Linked DNA regions of Sus scrofa: region 2 is linked to region 1. Evidence: chromatin contacts called from public Hi-C data. All regions are on one chromosome and are shown on one strand. The core of a region is the stretch at or near the end of the contact, and the rest is flanking DNA. Distances in the headings are between cores, read along the strand shown.

Region 1 (5,344 bases), core at 1,104-3,603:
AGTGTGACGTGTCAACCTGTCAAGGCCACAGTATCTAGTTATTTAACTAAACACTAATGCAGGTCTTGTCGTGAAGGTATTTTGTGGGTGTGGTCACCATCTCTGTCAGCTGACTTTCAGGAGCCTGCCCTCCATAACGTGAGTAGGCCTCATCAAAATCAGCTGAAAGGCTGTAAGAGCAAAAACAGGTTTCATGAAGAAATCCTGCCTCAAGACTGCAGCATCGGAGTTCCCTGGTGGCCTCGTGGTTAAGGACCCGACATTGTCACTGCTGTGGTGCAGGTTCAATCCCTGGCCCGGGAACATTTGCATGTCAAGGGTGCAGCCTCCCCAGAAAAGACTGCAGCTGCCACTCCTACCTGCCCTGTGATTTTCAACTTTTCACTCCAGTTCCTTAAACTGGGTCTCTTTACATATATCCACATTCTGTTTCCTCTTTATTCTGTTACTCTGGAGGACAGAGCAGCTGGCAAAAGTAGCATCCGAATGGGAGTGCTGTGGCTTCTGCAACACCACCTGGATCTCTCTGCAGTAACCCTTCAGCACTTCCACCTCTAACGTGATGCTGTTTTAAGTCTGCCACTTCCACATTTTCTCTCCACTGCTAAGTCTGAATTGTGAGCTCCACAGCTCCTACTCCACCCCAGGTCCCGGTGCAGGGGCCTGCATGCTGGAGTCCCTCAGCCCAGAACTGAATTTCTGTGGTCCAGGCCCCTCAACAAAAGATTTCCTACGGAAGTATTTCCCAAACTTCAGTCGGGCCTAATCCACCCTCACAATTTTCTGCCACTTCCCACTAAAACCTGTACTTTCATTCACTTAATATTTTTCATGTGGACACCATCTTCTAAAAACTAAATTGAAAAAAAAGAACTCATCTTAAGTAATAATACCTGTGTTATATCAGTTATAACTCAATACTTTTAAAAAGGATGTTGAGGAGTTCCTGTGGTGGCGCAGAGGAAACAAATCCGACTAGGAACCATGAGGTTGTGGGTTCGATCCCTGGCCTCGCTCAGTGGGTTAAGGATCCAGCATTGCCGTGAGCTGTGGTGCAGTTCGCAGACACAGCTCGGATCTGGCATTGCTGTGGCTGTGGTGTAGGCCAGCAATTGCAGCTCTGATTTGACCCCTTGCCTGGGAACCTCCATGTGCTGCGGGTGTGGTCCTAGAAATAATAAAATAAAATAAAAAATAAAATAAAAAGGATGCTGAAGGCACCACTGGCACTGTGTCCAACACTCAAAGAAATAGTACACTAGGCCTTCTAATTGTTCCCACTCGTCCTTCACAGGGTTCTTTCTAAAACATAAGGGACTTACAGCATCAAGATCTTTCATGCTGATTCCCAACTTAACTTTACACTCTTAGAATCGAAGAGAAAGGCTGGTCTAAGGACCGCCCTGTCTCACTTTTGCTCGGCGGTGCCTTCCTCCCACCATCCTGAAGCCCTTTTCTTCAATGTCCGTCTCACCTAGTTCTCACCTGCGAATGGCGGTGGCCTTGAACCCAGGCACCAGCACTCACCACCTCGGTAATACCATTATGTCACTTAGTCTGTGACGTTACTAAGCCATTTAGGTTTGGTTTTCTCATCTATCAAGTATGGGAACCATGCCTGCCTTGCAGAATTACTGTCAGAGTTAACTGAGGTACCAGACAAAAACCCCTCCAACAAACGCTAGGTGCTCTATAAAAATTCCCCCTCCAGAACCCACTCGATCCTTCGGTTCAGGCCCCAACCTATCTGCTTTGCTAGAATGTGTACCCAGGAGCCAGTGCCTCGTTAGCCGAGTATCCCACCACCGAGGCCGACAAAGGCAGGAAGGAAAGGAATCTGGACAAGTGCAGTTCCAAAACTGTCTCTCCTCCAGCACCTAAGTCACCATACAAAACGACTCCAGGAGGTGGGAGTTATTATCCTTCTTCTACAAATGAAGAAAGAGGCTCGGGGGTTCAGCGACTGGCCCCAGGCTCACAACGGAAAGTGGCGGGCCCGCCAGATGGCGAATCCCGCGCTCCCTCCGTCCGGCGCACGGCAGCGGCCGGCCTTCTCCAGCACCCGGCGCAAAGCGGGCCCGCCGCTCTCGAGGCGCTTCCCGCGGGTCTCACCTGGCCTCTGGGACGTGAAGCCTCGGCAGCTGGCGATTGCTCCTGTGTGGCCCAGGGCCGACCTCAGCCCAACTCGCTCCTCAGCCGCGGGTAGCCTCTCGCTCCGCCGCCTTCCAAAGCCCGCGCTCCCGTCACATGACCTACCGCGGCGCACAGCCTCCTGGGAAGTGTAGTACAGGCCCCGGAGCCCTCGGCCTGCTTCTCTCAAGACAAAGACTCCAGCCAGGGTGAACAGGCTCGCTCAGCGACCCGACCCTACCCTTCTCCACCACTTGTTCCCACTCCACCCCGGGACCCCGCCGGCCCCAGATCCCGTTGCCGCCCCCCACCACAGGACTACAAATCCCACAATGCCACTCGCGCAGCTGCGCTTCCTCTTCCGGCTGAACTGCGCGCCTGCTCCTGCCGACGTGTTCTTCCGGTGGCGGAACGGCGGTTTACCCTGTGCCCGGCAAAATGGTGAGAGGATTGAGAGGTGTTTCCCACAGGGCTCTGGGGACCCCTCGGGGCTCGCCCCACAGCCGGTTTCTCTCGCAGAGGCCTCAGGCGCCCGAGGTCCAGAGGGCGGGAGGCTCCTGGATCCTTCGGCTTGGGCTGAGGGGCGGGGAAGGGAAGCCCCTTGCCGTAGACTCCGTAGGCTGTGGTTTTGATCTCACTAGGTTTCAGATCTCCCGATTTAGAAGCGTGGGGTGCATTTTAAAAACCTTGGAGTTTTGATTTCTGTGACGTGTATCTGGAAAGTTTTTCCCCCCTGTGGAACTCGTGCTTATCCTACACGGCCCTGGGCAAATGTCACCTTCTTGATGAAGCACTTCCAGCTGTCTCGGGCACTTGTCCCCTCTCTCCTGGGAGCTCCCACAACCTATGTACCAGCCTTTTGCCACGTGTCATGTACTTCTTTGTTATCTGCCACGCCTACTAGTGACCACCAGCTGACGTGCCTCTAGCCCTGGGATGATGTCTATTCATCTTTGTATTCCCAGTGCCAAACACGGGGCCTGCAATTGGAGGGTCAGTCAATGGCAGCGATTGTCTTTATCATTTGGGGGGGTGGGGGGACATACATGTTTACTGAATTGAATTCCAGTGTCTCTTAGAACAATGGGGTCAATTTACTTCTCTAGAGTTGTTATGTTCTGGATTTTAGAAGCGTTGGGCGGTGGGTGACAATGGGAGTTAACATTTGTGCAGAACTTTACGTTTTACAGCCCTCTTTCACAGGCATTATCTCATAATTTGCTCTCTAACCTTGGGAAGGAAACAAAAAGCCATTAAGCAACTACTCCATGCCAGGCAGTGAGTTAGAGGCTGTGACGTTTGTCATCTGCCTTAAATCATACATCAACCTTGTGAGAGAGAGATTATTATAATCCCTTTACTGAGACTCATGTTTACTCACTAGAGCCAGAATTATAACTTAGGTCTTTTGCCTGTAGATCTCAAGATTCCTTACTAGTGCAGGAGTTGAGATCAGGGTACCAGTCCAGTTCTGTCTTCCAGCAAGGATTCTTAGCTTGATACCTACAGACATGGGTCCATAAAACTTCTCAAACCATAAGCAAAATTACAAATTCCCCCGTAGTGGAGCGGGCTGCGAAGCTGGAGTTGCTGCCACTGCAGAGAGAGTTCAGCCCCTGGCCCGGGAACTTCCACATGCTGCTGGTGTGGCTAAAAAGAAAAAGAGCTTTGGAGTTCCTGTCGTGGCTCAGTGGTTAACAAATCTGACTAGGAACCATGAGGTTGCAGGTTCGATCCCTAGCCTCGATCAGTGGGTTAAGGATCCGGTGTTGGCGTGAGCTCTGTAGGTCGCAGACATGGCTCAGATCCCGCGTTGCTGTGGCTCTGGTGTAGGTCTACAGCTACAGCTCTGATTTGTCTCCTAGCCTGGGAACGTCAATATGCCACAGTAGTGGCCCAAGAAATGGCAAAAAGACAAAAAAAGAAAAGAAAAAGAGCTTTTTCTTGTGTGTGGTTTTTCCAGGCAGAGTCCATACCTTTCATCACGTTTTTTTTTTTCACAGTGGTCAGTGGCCTCATGTCAAGGACCATTGATCAGGCACTTTCTGTGTCTCAGTCTCTGCCTCTCAGCGGCCCTTCTTGTCTCATTGAAAAGACAAAACGCGACCTTAGTTTGAGATATCGTTGTAATTGTTATCATTCCCAATCATTATCCTTTGATGGTGATTCTGAAGGATTTCCACATGTCCCGGGCTGAAATGAGCTTCTAGTAGTCACAGCAGCACGAGGCTCCCTGATAACCCCAGAGGACCCCCAGGTTGACGTCATGGGATTCTTTGATGGCTCTGATTTCATGCCCTCCCCTAGGAGCTTGAGGCCATGAGCAGATACACCAGCCCGGTGAACCCAGCCGTCTTCCCCCACCTGACGGTGGTGCTGTTGGCCATTGGCATGTTCTTTACCGCCTGGTTCTTCGTGTATCCTTTCACTGAGTAGCCAGTGGCCAGAAGTAGCGATTGGGAAACTGTGGGAGAAACCATGCTGGATACAAGCCCCCTGCCAGTTCTGTTCTAGCGCGGAGATGGGGGGAGGTAAGGAGTTGAGGGAAGGCTGTTGGATGTCCAAAGCCCGATTGTGACCTTATTTTCCAAGCCCGGGCGAGCTCAATTTGCTCTTCAGATTTTCGGGACAGTGAAGCAGAGGGCCTGGCTGGACGGGAGGCTGAGGATGGGGACATGAAGTTGAAAACGTGGTATAGGCGTTCCCGTCGTGGCGCAGTGGTTAACGAATCCGATGAGGAACCATGAGGTTGGAGGTTCGATCCCTGGCCTTGCTCAGTGGGTTAAGGATCCGGCGTTGCTGTGAGCTGTGATGTAGCAGACGCAGCTCGGATCCCACATTGCTGTGGCTGTGGTGTAGGCCAGTGGCTACAGCTCCGATTAGACCTCTAGCCTGGGAACCTCCATATGCCACGGGAGCGGCCCTAGAAAAGGCGAAAAGACCAAAGAAAAAAGAAAAAGCGGTATAAAGAGTGATGTGCGCAGGTGTTACGTGATCTGAGGGCTGGTCCCAGCTTTGCTGTTCATTAGCTGTGTGACCTGAGGAAAGTAACCTAACCTCTCTGGGCTTCATTTTCTTCATGGGTATGGAGGGGTGGTAGAAGAACCAGAGTCTGGGTCATCTCCTGAGCCTGTCTGCCCAGCTGCACGGAGCCAGATCAGCCTCCCAGACAGCCTTTAGCACACACCTTTCTCCTGGAGGTGACCTGGCCCAG
Region 2 (5,344 bases), core at 2,102-4,601, 110 kb before region 1:
AAGCCTCCTGTGCCCTCCTCCTCCGACTCTGCAGCCACTGTCCCTTCCTCCTGCTCAGGAGGTCTCTGTTCCTCTGCACTCCTGGCCGCTCCGGCTAACATGCTCTCAGCCCTCACGGAGTGAGCTGGTGCTGCCAAAGCTGAAGCTCAGGGTCAGGTCACTGCCAAGGCCACTGGAGAAGCGGGCCGGCTGCGATCTGAACCCAAGAAAGCAGACTCAGAGCTCATGCAACAGGCACTAAATAAATGTCTGCTGAGTGAATGTTCAAGAATGCACATGGGGTGGGGGCCTCAAGACACCCAGAGGGAGCTCCTTGGCCAGCCTCCACCCCTTCAGGAGAGAGAAAAACTCCTGGGTCCCCCTGAGGTCCCCTCCCCAGGGGCCCCTGCTCTTTCCAGGCTGAGCCTTTTTTTTTTTCGGTCTTTTTGCCTTTTCTAGGGCAGCACCCATGGCATGTGGAGGTTCTCAGGCTAGGGGTCTAATCGGAGCTGTAGCCACTGGCCTACACCAGAGCCACAGCAACGCCAGATCTGAGCCATGTCTGCAACCTACACCACAGCTCACGGCAACGCCGGATCCTTAAGCCCCTGAGCGAGGCCAGGGATCGAACCCGCAACCTTATGGTTCCTAGTCGGATTTGTTAACCACTGAGCCATGACGTGGACTCTCAGGCTGAGACTTTTCACTCGAGGATGCCAGCAGATCAGAGGAGGCCACCGCATGGATGCTTCAGCCACACCTGGTCACCTGGTCCCAGCCAGGGCCCCCAGACCAAGGGGGGCTGGGAGGGCTGGCTGCATGTGGGCATCCTCACTATACAAAGTGGCTCAGGCCACACTAAGCAGGAGCAAGAGTCGGGGTGGGGCAGCCTCGGGCCCCATAGGGTCCCTGCAGCCCCTTCACTCCAGGATCCGGCCCCCTAGGGACCAGCCCACCCTGATCCTTGGGGACAAACAATGCCACCTGCAGAGGAGCAAGTGCTCTCACCTGCGATGCTGGGGGGCCAGGCAGGGAGCCCAGGCCTGGGCTCTGCCCTCTCACCAGCACTGAGACCCTGCACGAGGCACTTGGCCTGCCTGAGCCCTGTTTGGCATCTAAATCACTGGTGGTTAAGGGCTGCCAGTGAGGAGTTCCCATCATGGCTCAGTGGTTAACGAATCCAACCAGGAACCATGAGGTTGCGGGTTCAATCCCTGGCCTTGCTCAGTGGGTTAAGGATCCGGCGTTGCCATGAGCTGTAGTGTAGGTAGGTCGAAGACGCAGCTCAGATCCCGCGTGGCTGTGGCTATGGCGAAGGCCAGCGGCTACAGCTCCAATTGGACCCCTAGCCTGGGAACCTCCATATGCCGCAGGTGTGGCAAAAAAAAGGAGGAGCCAATGAGAATATGGGCATAAATGCCAGGGGCTGTCTCCTGGGACACGGCCCCTTACCCACCCCACCCCGGCTCCGAAGGTCAGCCACTCTCATCCAGTGATGTCTGTTTCTGCTTGTTACAGCTGGGAGATCAAAGCATGTTACGGCTGGAGAAACCCCGGATGTCCTCAGGGCCAGTGCTCCCGTTCTCCAGGCGAGAGCACTGAGATAGGAGTGACTGCCAAAATCACAGGGAGAGCCCGCAGTCGGGTGGCTGGGAGCAAAGCCAAGCCTATCCCCGGGACATGCATCTTGGCATCAGCAGCCATGGCCACAGGGCCCAAGAGCCATCAGAATCGATCCCTTTGTTCTGTGGGGCCTCCTGTGTCTCAGCAGGGGTCTCCCCATCCCCAGAATGTCGTCTGTTCTTTGCACAAAGGTGTCATTAAGATTGAGGCTGGCCTTGGAGAGGTCCCAGCCGGGGGGACCCCAGACACTCTTGAACAACTTTCCAGAGGAGGAGGGACTAGAGATGCCCCCTGAGTGGCCAGTTGGGTCTGGGGTTCTGGGGAGCTCGTGGGCCACAAAACAGGTTCCTGGGTCCTGCTCTAACCTCCTCCCAGAAACCAGGAAATAGGCCCAGACTTTGTCTGCGGGCTGTTCTGGCCCTAGACGGGAGCGCTCCCCTCCACGTCTCTGCCCTGCAGGTGAACCCACGGGACAGGCCTGGGCCCATAGGACCCTCTTGGGCTGGCCCAGCTCTTCTTGGGGGAGTGAGCACTCAGGGCAGCCCAGGTGGGCTGGAAGAGACCAGAAGTCCCCATAGAAGGACTCAGGCTGGGCGCACCTGGGGAGTTAAATTTTTTTTTTTTTTTTTTTGTCTTTTTGCCCTTTCTGGGGCTGCTCCCGTGGCATATGGAGGTTCTCAGGCTAGGGGTTGAATCGGAGCTGTAGCTGCCAGCCTACACCAGAGCCACAGCTATGCAGGATCTGAGCCGCGTCTGCAACCTACACCTCAGCTCACGGCAATGCTGGATTGTTAACCCACTGAGCAAGGGCAGGGACTGAACCCGCAACCTCACGGTTCCTAGTCGGATTCGTTAACCACTGCGCCACGACGGGAACTTCCCAGAAATAGTCTTAACTTAACCCATTGAGGGAGGCCGGGGATCGAACCTGCATCCTCATGGATCCTAGTCAGGCTTGTCACCACTGAGCCACAACGGGAACGGGGAGAAGGGTTTTAGAATGCACCAAGCCAGGAGGAGGGGCTTCTGGCTTCATAATTCATCAGGAAGCTGGAGAGAGCTAACAAACACACCTAGTGTCCAGCAGGTGGTAGCCCTGGGCAGGGCCCCTGCAGGACCGGGATTGCCCTGGCTGGGAGCCAGACAGTCTGGGTTTTGGATGGTGGTCCTGTCCTTTCTTGCTGTAACCTTGAGCAAATCATATCATCTCTTGGCCTTAGCTGTTCCATCTGTAAAATGGGTTTGATGACAGCTCCTGCCTCATGGTTAAGCAAGGATGAAGTGACGTCCCACGTGCCATGCTCGGCTGTGCTGGGTCCAGTGAAAGTCAGCCTTCCTTTCCCCACCCCGCCGGGGGCTGCCAGCCTGGAGGACCCGCACTCCTCTCCCCTCCCACAGAAGCCTCACCAGCCACAGGCAGAAAGCTCAGGCTGTGGGGGCCCCAGAGAGACCCAGGCAGACACAGCTTCCACTCAAGCTGCGGGCGAGAGTCTGGATGGCTGGTCCAGACCCCAAGGAGATGGCCGCACACGCAGGGCCTGCTTTGATGTGTCCTCTAGCCGAGGCTGAAGGGGACGCAGGCCCAAGGCAGTGGGAGGGGGAGCATGGCCAGCCCTGGTGGCCTGGCTTCCCGGAGGCCCACAACCCTGGACCCCAGCCAGTCCTGAACCCTCCTGTGTTCAGCCTGTTTCAGGGACCACGAGGCCCAGCTGAGGGGGTGCCAGGGGCATGTGCAGGGGACTTTTCAGCATCGGAACAAAATGTCTGAGGCCCGACAAGGGCCAGCCTTGTCCAGTCAGGGTTGGGGGAGGGGAGCAGAGGCCAAGCCCTGCCCCGCCTCTGGGAACTTGCAAACTGGAGCCGCAGAGAAATGAGAAGGACCAAGGCCAGCAGGCATGCGAGGACGGGCAGGAGTCCAGCCCCAAGGCCCTGCGGAGGGCCACGGCCTCTCCGAGGGACGGACTTGGCCTGTTCCCCAAGGTGAAGCAAGAAGCCGGGGGGGTGAGGAGTGGCCAGGCCTCGGGACAGGGGGGAGCCTCCCAGAGGATGAAAAAGCAGGATCTCAGATGGGGACAGGGGGCGGCAGCAACCCTCACAGCTTTTGAGAGCCCTTGTCCAGAGCCAAGGGCATAAGGGCCTCATGGTCCCCCTTGGTGACGGGGGGTGGCGGAGGGGAGCAGAACCAGGCTGCCCCCTGACGTCACCCCTATTTAATTCTGTTCTGGAAATTCCAGGAAGGTTATAAAAAACCCAAACCAGAAATGAGTGTGGAGCTATTACAAAGAATCTCTATTTTCATTATTTCCGAGGTTCCGGTGGTCTTCCCAGGAAGTTCAAAAGAATCCCCTGAAAAACAACCAGAATCGCAAGGAAACCTAAGTGGACACGAGCCAGATGTAAGATGTTGAAGCTGCAGTTTGGGTTTTTATGTTTTTCATTTTCATTTTTTATTTGTGGGCCCGAGGCACGGGAAAGTGCCCCGTGCCAGGGATGGCACCTGAGCCACAGCAGTGACAAGGCCCAGTCCTTACCTGCTAGGCCACCAGAGAATGCCACATATCAATGACAAGTTCTCTGGTGGCCCGGCAGTTAAGAATCTGGCATGGCTGCTGCTGTGGCTCAAGTGCCATCCCCAGTCCAGGAACTTCCACACATCGCAGGCATGGTAAAAAGAAAATGCTTATAAGAGCTATGTTCTCTACTTATAATAAAAGGTAAACCCAGGAGTTCCCGTCATGGCGCAGCGGACACGACTCCGACAAGGAACCATGAGGTTGTGGGTTCGATCCCTGGCCTCGCTCAGTGGGTTAAGGATCTGGCGTGGCTGTGAGCTGTGGTGTAGGTCGCAGATGTGGCTGGGATCCGGCGTTGCTGTGGCTGGCATAGGCTGGCAGTATAGCTCTGATTCGACCCCTAGCCTGGGACCCTCCATATGCCACAGGTGCAGCCCCCAAAAGACAAAAAAAGACAAATCAATCAATCAATAAATAAAAGGTAAACCAAGACAGAAACAAGTCAGTGCGACAGAGTGGGAGGAAATGGCCTGGCTGTCAGATCTGGCCTCGACTGGGGGCTAAAGGATGTGACTCTGTGACCCCGAGCTCGTGCCATGAGTCCTCCACTGAGCCTCATTTGCATCTATGGTGAAGCAGGTGGGACCAGACCCGCCGGGATCCTCCTGGCTGCTTCGGGGACTGCGACTCTCCGAGTAAGGTTTCCTTGTACTGGTCTTTGGGGACCAAGCTTGAGCCCTGGAATTGTGCTTTCCTGCTACACTGGAAGGAACAAGCCAGAAAATGTTCTTCCCCAGCCCAAGGGAGGCGGGGAGGCTGCTAACACGCTAACAAAGAGCTTCATCCATTATTTACGCAGGAGGCCAGGCCACTGAAATTCCAGCTTGAATGATTCAGGGTGCCCAGGAAAGGATTCCATGTAAACATCAGACACAGATGGGTCTGTTTGCTCCCCCCGCCCCATCCCTCCCCGGAGCCCTGCGCAGGCCAAACACTCCCCAGATCTTTCTGTCCGCTCCAGTCCTACCTCAACCGGCTGCCTTTCTCCCAGGACAAACACATGCAGCATGTTCACATCTGGATCCTTGCTAAAGATGTTGGGCTTGGCATGATGCTGGAAGTGGCGATGGTTCCACCAGTTGGCAGAGGCACCCTGTGGGGGAAGGGAGGGGGGTGAGCTGTGCAGCCCTTGGGGGACCCACAAACAGCAGGCCCCACTCCTGGCACCT

The links. Hi-C and Micro-C count contacts between places; a contact is called where the count stands out from the background.
Region 2: a contact with region 1 is called in a Hi-C map of skeletal muscle, with 5 times the contacts expected there. The contact joins the enhancer-like site here to the promoter of FEN1 in region 1. A contact is called at or near these places in 15 of 47 Hi-C or Micro-C datasets (embryonic fibroblasts, epiblast stem cells, fetal liver and 7 more) and 1 of 2 datasets of contacts at active chromatin or transcription factors (skeletal muscle).

Annotation. Positions count from the first base shown.
Region 1 is chr2:9,754,510-9,759,853 of Sscrofa11.1, forward strand. FEN1 (flap endonuclease 1) reads right to left here and starts at 2,354. Exons shown (of 2, transcript XM_003122627.5): 1 at 2,113-2,354. It overlaps TMEM258 (transmembrane protein 258), which reads left to right and starts at 2,461. Exons shown (of 4, transcript XM_003122626.6): 1 at 2,461-2,571; 2 at 4,438-4,547. The coding sequence starts at 2,569.
Region 2 is chr2:9,642,105-9,647,448 of Sscrofa11.1, forward strand. FADS2 (fatty acid desaturase 2) reads right to left here. Exons shown (of 12, transcript NM_001171750.1): 5 at 5,143-5,268. It overlaps LOC106509334 (a long non-coding RNA gene), which reads left to right. Exons shown (of 3, transcript XR_001306776.2): 3 at 3,050-3,062. Among named protein-coding and RNA genes, the nearest start is that of FADS2, 22 kb to the right of the region's middle. Within about 2 kb of position 3,352, at least 33 of the 83 cell types and tissues checked have an H3K27ac peak or open chromatin away from gene starts, as enhancers often do. A contact at or near this core is called in liver, omental adipose tissue and skeletal muscle, where this site is marked.